Linked DNA regions of Gossypium arboreum: all the other regions are linked to region 3. The links are chromatin contacts, called in public Hi-C maps. All regions are on one chromosome and are shown on one strand. Each heading gives the region's core, a stretch centred on a gene start, on an enhancer-like site or on the middle of the called end of the contact. The rest is flanking DNA. Distances are from core to core; before and after follow the strand shown. Region 1 has its middle 4.0 kb from the start of LOC128280512. Region 2 holds the start of LOC108456834 (pentatricopeptide repeat-containing protein At5g19020, mitochondrial). Region 3 holds the start of LOC108454189.

Region 1 (2,700 bases), core at 65-2,564, 220 kb before region 3:
TAAAAACTATATAAAATTATTCATTTTCAATTTAACTCAAAAAAAAAATTAAGGGTGTAAAAGTTCACAAACTTAAAAAAATTAAACTCTTTTTTTTACTCATTTGGGTACTCAAACTTTCAAAATATATTAAAAGGTCCTCAAAAAAAAACTAATTAAGCCCCTACCTTTTTTTTTTCACTCAATTGGATACTTTAACTTTCAAAATATATAAAAAGATCCTCAAACTTTTTAAAAAAAAAGGCAATTAAGTTCATGCTTTTATTAAAATTAGAAAAACATTATAAAAAATTAAAAACAATAAAAGATATAAATATTATTAAATTTTAATAAAATATTAAAATATTAAAAATTAGAAAAAATATAAAATCGTAAAAAATATAAAAAATTATAAAATTTTATAAAATCGTAAAAAATTAGAAAATATATAGAAATATAAAAAATTTATAAAATTTTATAAAGTCCTAAGAAAATTATACAAAATGTAAAGAAATATAAATTTTGTTTTTATAAAATTTTACAATTTTTAATTTTTATTAAAATTTAATAATTTTATAAAATTTATTATTTTTATAATTTTAATAAAAGCAAGGGCTTAATTGTTTTTTTGAAAAATTTTGAGGGTCTTTTTTATGCAATTTGACAGTTTAAGTACCTAATTGAGTGAAAAAAAACAGGGCTTAATTGCTTTTATTGAAGAAGTTTGAGGGCCTTTTTGATGCATTTTAAAAGTTCAAGTGCTCAATTGAGTGCAAAAAAAAAAAAGGAGAGGCTTAATTATTTTTTTTTTAAAAAAAGTTTGAGAGATTTTTACATCCATAAGTCAGAAAAAAAATTTATTTATAAAACCCTAACAACTTTAGAAATATTAACTATGTTATATAATAAATTAAATTTATTTATAATAAATGTTAATTGTGCTAAATTTTAGTTTTATTTTAGTTTTTTATTAGTAGAAAGGTTAAATTAATCTAGTTAAGAGTATAAAAATTAATTTCAACCATTTCTATGAAGTAGTTGTCCCCTTTTTTTTTGTTTTTTTGTTTATGAAATGGGCAGGGTAACCGAATGAAAATCAGAAGTTTCCTGAGAAAGAGCAATACGAGAGTGGTGAATCTCATATTATTTTTTACCTAAAAACAACCAACAAAATTCCAACATTGAGCAATGCTTTTTGACTTATTCGTTTCAGATTTCAGAATTTAAAACTCACCAATCCTTTCTCACTGTTGTGGGTATAATGACTGGTTGAAGCAATGAAGTTGGTTCCCTCTCGTGGTGGGTGGTGACTGGTGAGTGGTGGGTAGTGGGTTGGTATTCTTTTAACTTCCCCAATAATGGCTGCCGTACTACTCAATTCTTAATGCCAACTTATCTTTCGCTCATGTAATCTCAATGTTGGATTTGCTAATGCATTTGGTCTTTCTTGTTGCAAAATCTTATAGAAAATTCAAGGTTTACATGTGTAGGGTTTAGGTTATATTTTTCTTTGATGTGGATTTAGTTTATAATTTTTAATTTAATTTTTTAGTTTCTATATTTTTAAATTTTAACGCTTCAATCTAAACTCAAATTGTACTTGTTAAAGTTGTTAACTCAAATTCTGGTATATCTAAGATCTTATATAACAAACATATTTATCACGTGTGTAATATCCCATCAACTTACTAATTTCATATATTACTCATAAAAATACTATTTTAATTTATGAATTTAACAGTTATAATTTTTATTCGGGATTGAAATTATAAAATTCTAAACATATATGGATTAACAATGATCAAATTGAAGATTAGTAACTAAATCCATAGTTTATGCATAGTATGGGACTAACAGTAGAACTTGATCTAATAGATTTAACTACTATCGTTAAGATTAGGATTGGAATTTCAAAATTAAAAAAAGTAGAAGGATTGAAATTGACCAAACTAGAGTACAAAGATTCAATCTTCAACGTATGCACAGTACATTGACAAATAGTATGTTTTGGCCTTTATATTATTTCATTTTCAAAATTGAATTTCGGCTATTTTTTTATTTATACAAATTTTGATAATTTAATAATTTGTAATTTCATAGATTTGGAGATATTTGGGTACTCATATCATGTTCATAGGGATGGAAATGGAGCGAAGCAAGGGTGGATTTTGTCAATTCTTTCACCACTCCAAAGTTGACATCCTTTGCCCTACCATCTGCTCATTCCACTATGGATATATAATCTTGAAAACCACTAATACTTCCATGAATGTTGGATGCATCCATACTCATGATTGTTGCAATAACAACAATGCCAATTGAACTAAGTGATGGGTGTCGAATCTACTAAAAATAAAAGGTCCTACTCCTAAAATAGAATTTAAATTCATAGTCAAAGAAGTAGGGTTGATCTCACAAAGATTGAACTGATTATTTTATGATTTAGCACAACCAGATTTTGTCATGGGCAATTTTGTGCCCAAGACTTGTGCAAACCTGCGTAAATAAACAAAGGGGGATAAAAGTATAACAAAATTAAACAAATAAATGCAAATTAGGATATAGAAATTTGAAATAGAAGTAAATTAAACCAAAAGGATAAAAACTCCAACCTCATACACAACTTCTGATGTGATCATGGCCAAGGAAGCTGCTGCCGATCCCATTGAGCTGCCCTTAGGTCCAATCACTCGGTCACGAGCCAAGAAGTTTAAGAAGCCC
Region 2 (2,700 bases), core at 40-2,539, 240 kb before region 3:
TCATAGAGCTCCATGAAGAAACATCTCTTTCAGCCATCTCATCGAATAACCGTCTCGCCTGTTTGATCATTCCATTTCTTATATATCCTGCAATAACCGCATTTCTAGAAGGAAGATGATCCTTAACACCCACTTCAAACTGCAAATAAGCAAGATCAACCCTCCCACAAGCTGCATAAAAATGAATGATAGTTGCTTGCACAAAATCATAACATTCAAAACCTGCCTTCACAGTCCTACCATGGAGCTGAAAGCCCTCTAGGGTCGCACTCAAACGCGCACATGCTGAAACCAAATCGACAATCATAACATCACTTGCCTCAACTCCCTCACGTAACATAGCACAAAACATTGTTAAAGCTTCACTTAACCAATCCACTTGAACATAAGCATCAACCATGGTACCCCACGAAACAACATCTTTTTCCTTCACGGGAATTTTCTCAAACAACTCCCGGGCCAACTCAACATCCCCAGCTTTTGCATACCCATTCAACATCACATTCCAAGAAACAACATTCTTCTCTAGCATCTGGTTAAACAAATCCCTCCCATCCTTTAAACTCCCACAAACACAGTACATGTGAAGCAAATTGGTTGAAACAATAACGAACTCGTCAAGGATCACCTTAACCGCCAAACCATGTAACAGCCTACAAATGGAAATCCCTCCAAAACCCGAACAAGCAGAAATCAAACTTGCCAACGTGACTTCGTTAGGCAAAATACCACCATATCTCATTTCCTTAAAAATCCCAATTGCTTCTCTCCAGTAGCCCTTTGAAGCAAATCCCATTATCATGGTAGTATAAGAAACACAACCCTTCTTAGGCATTTGACCAAACAGGCTACGTGCTTCATGAAACCGACCAGATTTTACATACCCAGAAATCATGATGTTGTAAGAAACAGGGTCCAGGTTGGGAGAAGAAGAGAACAAACGTTCAGCGTCTCGAAGGAAGCCGCACTTGGCGTACATGTTTATCAAGGTGTTAAAGATAAAAGGGTTGGAAGCGAAGCCTGATTTGATTACGAGGCAATGGGTTATTCGGCCATGAGAAATAGAGCAATGAGTTGCAGCGGATTTTAAGGAAGAGATGAGAAGGAGGTCGTAGTGGTGGGGTTTGGAAGAAGGTGCTGAAGTGGAGAGACATTTGTGCAGCCAACAAGATTTTGGTTTGAGAGAATTGAACATGAGATTGAGAGATTAGCATGAGAGCCGTTTCTTTCTGAAAACCAAAAAGAGTGTGGGGTTTGCGTCCTTTAGTAGAGCTGAAGAAAATTTAAACCTCGCCAAGGGTTGTTTATTTTTGATTAATTAATAATAATTTAATAATAAAATACACATTTATAATATTTATTTGCATTCTAAAACATATTTAAGTTAGTTGTAGTCCATATATTAAAGTTGTGATTGTATGTTATATTTAAGTTAGTTTAATTTTTATAATATGAGAAAATTGAAATAGTTTTATGAAAATTTATAGTATTACCTTTTAGTTATGTGGTAATTACTTACAATATATTTATATATATATATATATATATATATATATGTACAAAAGAAGATGCAATATAGAAAGTTATATTAAATATTAAGCCATAACTAAATTTGGGAAACATATTTATAAATGTATTTTACGAAAATTAATTTTACTATAAATTTTGTGTTAAATATTTCAATAATATTAAATAAAATAAAATTGTATTTATAAGATAATTTTCCTAATTAATTACCAATAGTTATGTCAATCTAATAAATTCACTAATATACTTATTATTTAAAGACATTCTTTAAATTCGACATAACCATAAATACTTCAGACATCTCAAATTTTAAACTTTTCGATTTGACCAATTTAAAACTAACATAAGAGTATGAAGATTCAGGGTCTATCAAAGCAAAAACAAGCTCATAATATAATAAAAAGATACTTGCTACAACATCAGTAGCGTCACCCTCTTCGCGAGTTCGTACAACGTATGCCAAAACCGACACTTTGGCCTATGACTGATGAGTAATGGCATCATTCCTCTTTATTGCACCACTTCTAGAAACAAAACCATCATAACTAATTCCATAACCCCTGGCCGCAGGTGCAGACTTCTGAGTAGTGACAGGAGTAGCATTATCACCTATCGGGCACTCTCGAGCGAAATGCTCCAACTATCCACAACGAAAATAGTCTGGGTCAATTTCCAATATTCACCTTGATGCTTCTTCCCATAGTGCTCGCAATTAGGTATCTCAACATCTCAAGACGAGCCTCGCACACTGCCCACAGACATAGTCGGTTGTCGATTTTGATTTTTGTCAGATCTATCAGACTTATATGTCGATTTCCAATTACCACTAGAATCTTTAGTTCGCTTTGGTTGCAGATGCGAACTAATAGCTCCTGTCCGTTTTCCAACAACTCACGTAGTCTCAGTCTTCTTATCAAGACCTAAAGCTTACTCCACCATTTTTGCTTGCTCGACTAAATCAGAAAACTCTGAAATTCGATGTGATACAAGCTGTACTCTGAGTTCATCACATAAACTACATAGAAATCATTTGCAACTTTAAGCTTTGGATGGCACAAAATCAATAGCATATTTACTAAGTCGCAAAAAATCACGTTTTTAATCAGCCACTGACATCTCACTCTGTTTCAACAGTAAAAACTCTTTTTTGTTGTCTTCGAGATACAACTCTCC
Region 3 (2,700 bases), core at 125-2,624:
AACATAACTAAACATAGCGGAATAGCTAAATCTTTATCTAAAACCCGATGTAGTAGCTAAATATCTATGCAACTTATGATTCTCTAAGCATTAAGATTCAAAAATAAACAAAGCGTATTAGCACATATGTCGAGTTTCTCTTTAATTTAACTTCAATGGTTTTCTCAACTGAAATGCTTTGTTCAGCTTACACTGTAACTAGCCCAATATTTCAGAATCAAAATTGAAAAAAAAAAAGAAGCAAAGCAATGGCAAATTTACTAGTAAAACGATTTCCCCATCTCCCACGCCTATGTTTTCTTTTTCTTTTTCTTGCTCAAAAACTCTGTAACTGATTCAAAGCTCAAAATCCAAATCCCCTTCAACCCATTTACCACAAACAACAAATTCCAACCTAAAATTGAAATCCCTTACTATTGAGACAAGCAACCTGAAATCCCTTACAATAAACAGAAATGCCCAACAATTCGAAAATACTAAGCTAGCTTTCTAACCCTAAATTGCCCTAAAATAATCAGATCAACCAATCGACCAATTTTTCTCGAAAACTCATTTATTTCGCAGGTCCCTTCTAGTGAAATACAAGCAGAGAAGCAAAGAGATGAAATTCTCAAAATGGAGGTGAGATTGAGGGGAATAATAACCTTACTCGTCTCAACTTTGGGGAAGCTTTTTACAATGTCGAGATCTTTGTCTATGATGGTCCTGGGATAACAATAACTAAACGAGAACTATGAGACAAGGTTGAGGTGTGGTGGCTTGAGGTGTTTGCTGAGGGAGAATGGTAAAGGGCAAGAATGGGAGGTTATGTTTTTTTTCTTATTCGGTAGAGGCTCTGTATTGCTATTCTTTAGATCAGGTGGGGAATGGCTATTATGGGTGGAGGCGGAATGGGAGATGAATAAAATTCTGTCGAATGGAGGATTCGGTAAATTAAACTAATGAATAGCTGCTTATCACCAAATCATCCTGGAATAGTTTCGCTATTTATGCGTGATATGTAAATATTGAAGGCTAAATTTATTATTATATTAATAAAATTATGTATAATTGATAGAAGATATTAACATTATAATTAATTGTTCTTGGTTGTTTACTTTTAAAATCGAAACATATTAAATTTCTCTATTTTTTAAAAGAATCAATTTGTTTAATTTCAAATTGAGAGAGACTAAAAGATTTTTTACCTTATTATCTTATTACAAAGATGTTTTTATATTTATATATATAATCAATAAAAAATTCAACCTAAACCACCTTAATTAAAAAAAGTACTATTTCTACCAAAGTTAACTTTTTTATGGAAACTTTTACTATTTAATTTATCGATAAATTTTCAATTAATTTTAGGTAATTTTCACCCTAATCGTGTCTTTAGTATGCATGTTTAAGAGACTAAGAAAAGGATGCTACCTACTGAGTTGCAATTCTCAATCCTATCCCAAAATTTTAAGCTTATTCAATACCCAAAACTACACAATAAAGCAATTGAAATAAAAGCAATCAGACAAAATCCCAAAAATCTTTTGAGTGTTTGTTAGGCTAAAACCGCTATAGGAAAAAACCAAACACAAAGCTAGAAAAATCCCACTTCTTTCTTCTTTTTTTCTTTTCATTTCTGTTTCCTTTTTAACTTTGCCAAATCTGGCAACCTTAGAAGGATTGAGGGCTCGTTCATCCCATAAACAAGAGATCCTCGATATTGACAACGAAGACGAAGAGTGTAGGCCTTGGCGTCGAAGGTTCTCAATGGCTTTCACCTGGGGTTCCTCTCTCAGGATCACTCTTCTTCTCCTCCTTATTGCTGCTATTGTTTTCGCTTGTTTCACCCTCCCTGTTGAAAAGGTTTGGTTTTTCTACCTATTTACACGTTTCCTTGATCTGGGTGAAGTTTATTTTTCTCTTCTTTTTTTCTTAATTTTGCTTTTTCATTTTGTTCTCCGATCTGGGTATTTGTTGTTTTCTCTTTTTGATTGATAATTTGTTAATTTTGTAGGGTTTTTCTTTTACTAATTTTGTTCTTTCTTTTTGAGCTTTTTCTAATCCGGGGCTTTCCTGTTTTGACCTTTTTGGTTAATCATTTATGGATTTTTGGATGTTTATATCGATTGAAGATTTGAATGTTGGGTTTTCTACTCAAATGAGTTACCTATGTGGCACATTTTGGGGTTGAGGTTATAAGTGCAAACTTGTGATTTTGGTCTTAGGTTTCACGATTGATATGCTACCAAGCTGTACTTTTGAACCCAATGTATTTGTCTAATTGTGTTCCTTTTCTGAAACTAGTACAAATTGCAAAGCTGGGACAATGTATGAAAGAGTTATGAGGGGGACTACAAAATTAGCTAAAGCATTAATTCTTAGAGCTGAATTCTTAAGGATTCTGATTCTCTCCCGCTTTCCCAATGTTAGCTGTTGGTGTTTAAATTAAGCTCAGTTGTTATGTTGATGAAAATAAGTTTTTCTTGCAGATTCTGAAGGATTTTTTGTTATGGGTTGACAAGGATCTTGGACCTTGGGGTCCACTTGTGCTGTAAGTCCCGTGAAATCCTGTATTTTTTTTGGCTTCCGTTAGCATCTATCATGTCATCTACTTGAATGTAATTCATTTGATTCGGTAATATATGAATATAATAAATCTAATATAAATTGATGTTGCCGTTGAAACATTGTTCAACTGAGTTGAAAGTTTTGTCGGTT

What was found. A called contact is a pair of places that touch in the nucleus more often than the background predicts.
Region 1: a contact with region 3 is called in a Hi-C map of leaf, with 2.6 times the contacts expected there. The contact joins the enhancer-like site here to the promoter of LOC108454189 in region 3. A contact is called at or near these places in 2 of 5 Hi-C or Micro-C datasets (both in leaf).
Region 2: a Hi-C map of leaf shows a contact between it and region 3, with 3 times the contacts expected there. The contact joins the promoter of LOC108456834 here to the promoter of LOC108454189 in region 3. A contact is called at or near these places in 2 of 5 Hi-C or Micro-C datasets (both in leaf).

What each region holds. Positions count from the first base shown.
Region 1 is chr9:54,477,210-54,479,909 of ASM2569848v2, reverse strand. No RefSeq gene overlaps it. Among protein-coding and RNA genes, the nearest start is that of LOC128280512, 4.0 kb to the left of the region's middle. Within about 2 kb of position 1,314, at least 2 of the 2 cell types and tissues checked have an H3K27ac peak or open chromatin away from gene starts, as enhancers often do. A contact at or near this core is called in leaf, where this site is marked.
Region 2 is chr9:54,499,337-54,502,036 of ASM2569848v2, reverse strand. LOC108456834 (pentatricopeptide repeat-containing protein At5g19020, mitochondrial) reads right to left here and starts at 1,289. Exons shown (of 4, transcript XM_017755536.2): 1 at 1-1,289. The coding sequence starts at 1,195.
Region 3 is chr9:54,259,317-54,262,016 of ASM2569848v2, reverse strand. LOC108454189 reads left to right here and starts at 1,374. Exons shown (of 9, transcript XM_017752564.2): 1 at 1,374-1,845; 2 at 2,472-2,533. The coding sequence starts at 1,750. LOC108454663 (a long non-coding RNA gene) reads right to left here and starts at 986. Exons shown (of 5, transcript XR_001866755.2): 1 at 645-986.